Regions from separate parts of the Hordeum vulgare genome. Here region 2 is linked to region 1. Evidence: chromatin contacts called from public Hi-C data. All regions are on one chromosome and are shown on one strand. The core of a region is the stretch at or near the end of the contact, and the rest is flanking DNA. Distances in the headings are between cores, read along the strand shown.

What was found. A called contact is a pair of places that touch in the nucleus more often than the background predicts.
Region 2: a contact with region 1 is called in a Hi-C map of seedling, with 2.7 times the contacts expected there. The contact joins two enhancer-like sites. A contact is called at or near these places in 2 of 6 Hi-C or Micro-C datasets (leaf and seedling).

Annotation. Positions count from the first base shown.
Region 1 is chr7H:579,894,096-579,898,728 of MorexV3_pseudomolecules_assembly, forward strand. No RefSeq gene overlaps it. Among protein-coding and RNA genes, the nearest start is that of LOC123412436, 23 kb to the right of the region's middle. Within about 2 kb of position 2,071, at least 3 of the 3 cell types and tissues checked have open chromatin away from gene starts, as enhancers often do. A contact at or near this core is called in leaf and seedling, where this site is marked.
Region 2 is chr7H:580,251,287-580,256,083 of MorexV3_pseudomolecules_assembly, forward strand. No RefSeq gene overlaps it. Among protein-coding and RNA genes, the nearest start is that of LOC123411766, 48 kb to the right of the region's middle. Within about 2 kb of position 1,860, at least 3 of the 3 cell types and tissues checked have open chromatin away from gene starts, as enhancers often do. A contact at or near this core is called in leaf and seedling, where this site is marked.

The DNA of each region.
Region 1 (4,633 bases), core at 821-3,320:
TATTCTCCTGAACTAGTACATTACATCTTGCGATGAGTTTTCTTAGTAAAATGAGCGCGTGCGACCTGCACGCACCCACTCGCGCGCTAGGCATTAGTATGGCCCGCCCCATTTTCCATTTTGTTTCTTTTCCTTTTTTGCTTTTTATTTTTCTTTTAGTTTTTCTATTTTTTCCTTTCTATGTCCCTTTTTCTTTTATTATTTTTCTTCTTTAACTTTCTCTTTTTTGTGATTTTATTTTCAAATTAGTGAACACTTTTTTGTTCATCAAATCCTAACAATGTACATCAAATTCAGAAACACAATCATCAGGTTCAAAAAATTATCATCAAAATCCAAAAATTGTTCATCAAGTTAAAAATATATTAATCAACTTCTAATTTTTTTCATAAATTTAAAAAATATTCATCGGAATAAAAAAAATTATCATTTGTCAAAACAATGTATTTGAATAAAAAATTACCCATCAAGTTAAAAAAGTGTTCATCGTATTCAAAATTTGTTCATGATATTCAAAATGTCCATCACTATTAAAAAGGGCTCTAAAATTGTTCATCAAAATAAAAAAGTTTTCACTAAATACAAAAAATGGTCATTCTTTTGAAATCATGAACATTTTTTGAACTCAGTGACTATTTTTGACAATTCACAATTCACACTTTCTGGAAACTCCCGAATAATTTTAACATAGAATAAAACAATAACCGAAAATAAAAAGAAAAGGTGTAATTGAAAAAAAAAGGGGGCGTCCAGCCCCACAAATGGGTCGGCCTTGCACGACCCCTGTCGCACATTGGCCATATAAGAGGTCCCGTGAATGTGAATTACTTGTAATAGCATCTTCAAAAGATTTTCATGCATTCAAAAATGTATTCGCAATACAAAAATGTTTCTGATTTCCAAACATGTTCATGATTTCTGAAAATATTCAAGAATTCAAAAAATGTTTGCGCTTTCACCATTTGTTTGTGGATATGACCATTTCAATATTATTTCAAGAAATAGAAAAGGCCTCCAGATTTTAAAAAACTTTTGGATATTTGAAATACATGGGACGGATTGAATAATAATAATAATAATAATAATAATAATAATAATAATAATAATAATAATAATAATGAAACTAAAAAGGTCAACCAGAAAAATGTAATACCTAGATAGCTACTACAAGTCCATTGTTCTCGCTGGGCGATTCTCTACGGAGGAAATCCTGAAAGGAAAAATGAGCCACTGTGGAAACTGTATGGTCTACGCCTCCTGCTGCTGCTCCATGGTCGACCCCGACAGCTGGTTTGATGGCGTTGTCTGTCAATGACTCCTTCCTGAAAGATGATGGAACGACGTCGGCGAGCATGATTATCAGAAACGAGAAAGAGAAAATGCCGTTGGCAGCCTATCGCTATCTCTTTCATTGCAACGATCCACTCGAAGCCGAATTGCATGCGATCATGATGGGCATGGCCCTTGCCATTCAACACTTCGCCTCTCCAGTGGTGCTGCAATCGGATTCTTATGAAGCCTCTCCAGTCTTACCAATGATGCACTTCTCCGCTCGTCCTATGGTCATCTAGTGCTAGAGATCAAGGCTCTTCTTCGTGATAGGGAGTTTTATCCCCTGAAATTCATCGTACTTAAAATAGAGTTTTCGATCGATTGGCTAAATATAGCCGCTCTGAACGTGCCACGTCTGTGTGGCTGGGTTCAGTTCCTCCATATATTGAGGACTTGTGGCCTCTCGACTGTAACTCTGTTTCATGAAATGAAACTCCCTTTACCCCGTAAAAGGAAAAAATGTAATACATTGAAGAAAAAACCCACAAGAAATAAAAAAAATCTTTCCAAAATCACTAAAGTGTGAATTACCAAAGTTTGTGGAATTTCCAAAACCGTTAAAGTGGGACACAACTGGTGGCATAAACGATAAAACCCCTTCTAAACAAACAATCGATCGAGCCACACTGGTCAAACGAGTAAGACGCCACCACGTTGCCAAATGCGTAGGATTCCTCGATTCCAGTCAGGGAGTCCGATCAGTCAAAACTAGAAAAATGCCGAGTTAGGCTAGCGTCAACGTTGGCGCCATGAGTACAAATGGAAATGCCAAAGCCTTCGCTGTTCCTACATGCAGACCAGACAGTGAAGTGAAGGAGCGCGAGTTCCTCGTGACTTGGACGCCTCGGACAGTGAGTGTGAGTTCGTGCTCACCGCTCACGCAAGTTGACCATATTTTAGCATCCAATGCTTACACCATGATTCATGTACTGTAGTTTTGTTATCCCGGTGCGTTGACGCATCCGGCTGATTGGCTAGTGGACACGGGTAAGTTCAGGCTTCCCAGATTGCAACAGTCGACGAGTCAAAAATTTCTAGAGCGGACGGAGAGGACAGTGGTGGCTAGATCGCACCCAAAAGTTGAGGCCCTCTTTGGCAGTGGCAGAGAACACCGTTCTTTCTTTCCCCTGTCTTTTGTTTGATCCGTTCATACGCAGTTATGCTACTGTATATGCCAGCAGCCGCTCGCATCAACAGGTGGCTCCCGGTCGAGAGCATTGAACGGGACAACGACACTGCCTGCAGTGATGGAGCCCTGCCACTGCGTCGTACGTCGATGGGTAAATTCGTAGTGGGAGCGAGAGCCCAGATATGGCAATGGCATCAGCCGGTTTGGTCGGCGACGACCATGCTCCAGCTCCACCAATTCATTGCGACCGTTCCAAGTGCCAGCTCCGAACAAGATTCTCCCTACCCTCTACCTGCCATCCATCCTGGGATCAATGCGAACCAGCGACGCACTGCCCGTCTTTCGGTGTGCTCTTTCCGGTCGGGCGAGAAAGTTTCTTTATTTTCGTTTTCTGAGCTTTTCAAGTCCCCTTTTCAACTCTTGTGTATTTGATGGTTTCGGTTCATGCTTCATCACCGCAGGAGACGTGAAAAAACGACATCCCAAAGAGAGACAATAATATAAACTAAGTAAAACGTCGAAAATCACCCCGTGGATCGCTGGCTGGTGCCGCCCTCTTCTCTGCACGCACGTGCCTCATGGCCGCCATCATAATTTTTTACAAGTAGCCCATTGTTGCAATCGCTTGTCACAACAACACCTCTCTTGCAGGATTTTGATCTTTGAGACAAGTTCCTGCTCATGCTCCTTCCTGTTAAAAAGGAGAGAGATATTGATGTAATAATTGTTATATTGTTTAAGCCTCGTGTGCATATATATGGAAGTACAATGATTAACTTGAAATACACGACAATGTAGAACAAATCCTAGTCTATTTCATATTTTCTAATAATCAATATACTCAACACCTCCCCACAGTCATAACGGTAGCGATGCGGATGGTGAGACTCGAGAAGAATTCGAAGGTAAGCCAACGGACATCCCCCACAATCGTAACGGTCCATAAATCACGGAAGCTATGGTTGGAGCGGAAACCGACCACGTTTCTCAAGCAAGGCGGTAGCCCTTTGTGCTGTTGTCGAGATAGCCGAGAGCATAGGATGGTATAGCCATGGTCGAGGGAGCCGTGCGTCGAGGTGGCCGTGCGAACAACGTCGTGGTCGATATCGAGTCGGGATAGCCGGTGCCGTGGAAGTCGTCGCGAAGCCGCGGGCGCAAGGAGGCGCCGAGTTAGGGATGGGCGGAGTAGTGTCGTAGAAGTGATGCGTCAGGAAGGAGACGTAGTTGACGACGCGTCGCGCCCGGTTTGTTAAGCTCGGGGACACTTAGTGAACAAAGGCACGCATCGGTGTTGCGAGCATAGGGCATGCATAGACGGACAAAGACGATGTTGACGATTGCGTCGCTCCAGGTTGGCCAGGCGTGGGAACACACCGGGGACGAAGGCACACATCGGTGTTGTCAGCATCGAGCATGCGTAGATGAGGGACCTGCACAAGCTGTACGCCAAGTCAAGGAGTCGGAGGGGCCAGCAGAGAAGGAGACTCAAAGACGGTTGCAGCGCAAATCAGCGAGGGGGGCGATATCGCCCGCGGTGGTCGGAGCAGATGAAGTGGTCGGAGTAGACGATGGCGATGCTGGACGGATGACGAAAGGAGTGGACGGACGGCGCGGCTCGGGTGGGCGAGCTACCACGGCGCCGAAGAAGAGGCGCGTCGTGGCTCGGGTGGGCGAGCCACAGCGTCGCTGAAGAGGAGCGACTCTCATGGCCTTACGGTAGCTTGCGGCGATTCTTAAAATAGGCGAGGAAGAACCCGACAGCGTGACGAAGACCGACACGGACGATGGCGTTCCCGCGCCAAGGGAGGCAGCGCAGGGCATACCACGTAGAATCGATGCGCGGAGACCGTGGAGTGAACCGCGAGCCGTGGTACTACCAGGCCCGGTCCTGACATTTTGGGGACCCACGACAAAATATGAATGTGGACCCCTTTTATTATTAATATATTTATAGAAAAGATTAAAGATAATGTTATCAAAAAAAGATAAACATAGTATACCATTTCTGAAATCGAGTTCTAGAGGTTTTCATTGGACACGATGCGATCTCCAATGGAGAACTCACCTTTCATTGTGATCGTGTGAGTGAGTGATCGAGCATGTCCGCCTAGGAAGCATATATAGGAGATCAAACGTTCGCCAATAGGAAGCCAGACGTTGGTACTCGTGAAG
Region 2 (4,797 bases), core at 610-3,109, 360 kb after region 1:
TTGGCCCATCTAAAAATTCTGAAATCTCAAATTGAGCCCATGAGTAAAATGGCAAGTGGTGGTGTGGTGGTGCTAAAGTTTAGTCTCATACCGCTAGTTGAGGAAGAGTTGGACCTCTTTATATAGTGAGTTCTCCCCACCATTCTATGTATGTGTTGAGAACGGAAAGGAGAAGACCACACGCGCGCGCGCTCGCTCGCCTCGCCTCGCCTCTCCTGGCCGGGTCGGGCGGCGCGTACGTGCGACATGCGCGTGAATGGTCCGCCGAATTCCGATATGTTTCCTTGCGGGGGCACGGCTTCCTTTTGCCATTTTATTTTTATGTCTTGGCAGACAAGTTGAGAATTTCTTGTCCGGTAAGTATACGACTTGAAAACCAAGTCCGTTTGAGACGTGATCGCGACACGGTACCGACCTTGATCCTCCTATATATACTGCTTACCATGGCCGGCCAAAGATACACCAAAAACATCTAGGGTTTTGCCTCGTCTCACAATGTGTGCCGCCGTCGTAGTCTACCTCATCTCGAGCGTCCGCATGCACCGGCATGCGAGAGAGCAGGTCTCCGGAACCTTTCGTCCTTGCGATCCTGCATCGTAAGAGGACGAATTAGGTTTTTGGGAAGCGCTTTGCACGACTACTCAATGTCTTCACCAAGGGTCATCTATCGTCCAAGTCGGACGGTGCTACTCATCATCGTCCTCATCGCCATCAACAAAGGATCGTCGCCAACATCATCATCAACACAGTCACTCCTGCTGCAACTAACGAGCAATACGTTACTTATAATTTGTTAATGTTCACTGCTTCTTACGCGGTGATGTTGTGCATGTTCGGTTGCTCTTCTAGATTGCTAGAGTATTGCATGATACCTTTTCTTTTAGTCATGATTTATTTATTGAAATTAATCATGAACTTGCCTAATCTTCCAACATCCACTATAAGTCCATGCGGTGGTCAGCGTGTGACAAGCTAGCGACCGCGAGTTCCTTAGGTGGTCGGTGTGCAAGCGACACAGGGAGGAGCCGTAGGACCCAATTGTAATCTGAATTTTAGGTTTATGAGGCTTACACGGATCTTGTTGCAAATTTAACTACTCACATGTGGGCTTCATATTTGACCGGAAATCATTTATACACGATCTGTTCTACCGAGAAATAAATCATTCCCATTTCCTATTTGGGATCACAGTGTGAGTTAACATGCATTTTTGTTAACTGGTGCCTATGGCGTTCATAAATTGACCGGCCCATGTAGACACCTGTTGATGATTTTCTTAAAAAAATTCAATGAACTTTTTTTAAAATTTCAACGAATATTTTTTAAGCTTGATAAACATTTTTTTCTGAAAATCTATGAACCTTTTCTAAAATATTAAAATTCAATGAACTTTTTTTAATATCAATAAACTTTATTGAAATTTAATGGGTATATTTTTGAAAATGAATGATTTTTTGTAAAAATTGAGAAACTTTTATAAGGTTTATGAAAAAAATAATCAATGAACTTGTTTTAAAAATACATGAACTTTTTTGAATTTCTATGAACTTTTTCAAATTTCATAAAGTTTCTAAGGGTTTAATCAACTATTTCCAAATTGGACGAACATTTTTTCAATTTCAATGAACCTTTTTTCAATATGATGAACTTTTTCAAAATTGATGAACCTTTTTTAAAGATATGAACTTTTTTAAAGTGGATGAACCTTTTTCTTTAAATATTTAAACTTTTTAAAATTTTAAATTTTATTTTCGTAACAAATAGAAATATGGGCTTTTTTCCTACTGGGTCAACAGAAAAGGATAAAAAAAACTGGACAGCAAGCTAATGGGCCAGCCCATGCCAACGGCGCTGCAGGCGCCGGATCGCTAAGAGATGCATGCGCGCTGTATAGGTGCTCCCTAAAAACTCTTCTATACTTTTGTGATATACCTCAAAATAATTTTACAATACTAGATATTACGGTCTCTAATAGACTTGCTCTAACGATAACAAGCTTGTAGGAAAACGTTCATTCCTTTTAAGTGGGCTGCACTTCAGCCCACTTTTCACATGCTAGATTTTTCAAATATAAGTTAGTAATTCTTTTGCAAATTATAATCATAGTATATTTTGAATATAAGTGTTACAAATATTATATGTACAAATAAAAGAATAAAAAATCGTGTATTTTCTTAAAAATATTCACTTATTTACATGTTGATTATATTTAAAACATTTAGAGTAAGTACAAAAATATTCATTTTTTAGTAAATGTGAAAACATATACCTCATCGCTCATATTTAAATTATCAAAATTATGAATACATACATTTTTGTTAATTTTGAATAATTATGATTATCTTGAAATTATAAAAATTAGAAAAACAGAAATACTTATTTGTTTATATGATTTTTTGAAAAATAATTTTCTATATTTATAAGGCTTGGACATTTTGCTTTAACACGTAAATGTTTGAAGTTTCTTTTTATTACTATTATTAAAATATATGTACTTTATAGAAATACTAAAGAAGTAAAAATGAAAATGGGCTGCACAGACTGCAGCCTAATTAAACCATCAAAATTTGAGCGTTGTAGGGGAAATACACTTTGGTTTCTGGTTGTATATGCATTCTATATAAGGAATTTTTTTAATAATTAAATAAAAACCAAAAGTTTAGAATTATTTTTGGATTAAAGTTAACTTTATTTTGCACTAGTATATAAATTTCACAAAAACCCAACATTTTCTTCTAGGAAAAAAAGAAAAAAATTATTTGCTAATACAGGTCACTATTCACACTATTTTGACCGAAATTTTGTCTTTTTAAAAAGACGTCAAAGTGTATTTTTTATGGATTTTTCTCACAAGTACAATAGAAGGTCAAATTTATTTTAAAAATATCTCTAAAAAAATTTAATTTTTTTTAAATTTGCTTTTTTTTTCATATAAAATGTATATAGACCGAGAAACGAAATGTTTTCGTCCAACGTTGTAGTGGTTAGCGTCAGCATTTTGCTAGTGCTACGTCGCAATTTCGGCCTTGGCAGTGGCAGTTTTTTTCGCCATCCTTCCCTTATTCTGATATATGTGAGGTTTACTGGTCAAATAGACATATACTTCCTCCGTTTCTTTTTACTCAGCGTATAAGATTTAGTCAAAGTCAAACAACATAAAGTTTGACCAAATTTATATCCAAAAATATGAATATCTATTATATGAAAATTGTATAGTATGAAAATACATCTCTTGGTGCATTTGATAATATTGATTTCATATTGTGAATGTTGATATTTTTTAATATAAAATTAGTCAAACTTTATAAAGCTTGACTTTGATCAAACCTTATATACAGACTAAAAACAAACGGAGAAAGTATAAAGCAAGCTCGTTGTTCGAAATGTGTGTGACATCATGTGTGCATGCTAATCAAAATACGATGCCACATCATCACATTGTCTGTCTACGGATAAGATTATCATCATATTTATTTACACGCTCGTGCAAATGCAAGTTCTAGCTTCAGACACTAAAATAAATACCAATGACAACTTGACAAGTTCGAACATTCAATGGTATTGTCTCATCAAAAACAGGGGTGGACCCAGGAAAAAAGTTGAGAGGGGGCAAAAAAATTAACCATATTCATGAACCACCAAGGCAAAAGATTCCACATAAACTAAATCATGGGCGTAATCACTTCATTCTAGGCATGATATTAAAAGTCATTGAAAAGTGAGAGAAAACTAACCATTTGAGACAAAATGAATTACGTCAATATGAAAATATCTTAGTTCTAAAGTTGCGTAAGAGAACATCGCCACATTGTTGTAAGAATCAAATCTCCTACATAAAAGAAAAGAAACATTATTAAATCGAGGGACAATGAAAATATTGAAGAAGGACGATACTAAAAATTAGAAAATGAGATTTAGCCCATTACCTTTCATTTCATCCCACGGCAACACCTTTCACCGCATGAAAACATATAACTACCACTTCATTGCGAATTTTGTTCACCAATTCTTTTTTGACAAAGTGGATGAGGCTATGGTTCATAAAATCATCAAGTACTGCTTGTGTCCTCATCCTGATGCTGATTACGATTGTAACTACAATCCTCTTCCTTTTAGATGTATCTCTAAGAAGCTTCTCCAAATAAACTATTTCATGCATTTTTAAAATTATTGATTTCTGAAAACACACCTCTCCATTAGCTTTCCTGCAACTTTAAGTACCGTAAACTAAATGTTAAATGAGTTGTCAAATTGGTATACTTGGTATACGAAGACAAAGTGTGCTAGGAAGTAGGAAGTAGAAATATATTATTTGGACTACCCATTGATTGTAAGTACAAAGTTTCATACTTAATTTATATGTTATTATAGGAAATAATATTTGAATTGACCTAAGCTAGCATCTAAATTGGTAGATTATACATATAAGTTTATGTTTTCTAACACAGAAATTAAAGAACAAAAACTTTGGAAAAAGAAAACACTAGAGGACTTATACGGCTTACCTTAATGTCAATTAGAACTAAGGAATCAGGGAATTGGGGTCCCTATTTCTATTTGGCGATGGAGTTGAGCTGGCGCTGCTGCAGTGCATGTGGTGCAAGGCCACCATGACGCGAGGGACCGTCGTAGATTGCCGGCGCCGGCGACGGCGCGACGGCGTGAGAGGAGAAATCAGGGCATCCGTCTCGTGCGTGGCTGCGCGCTTAAGGTGTGTATCTAGGTTTAATCTTGCGATTGAGTTGGACAACGTGTGTAATACGTACTTGCGTTGGGCCGTAGGCTACAGTCCACATA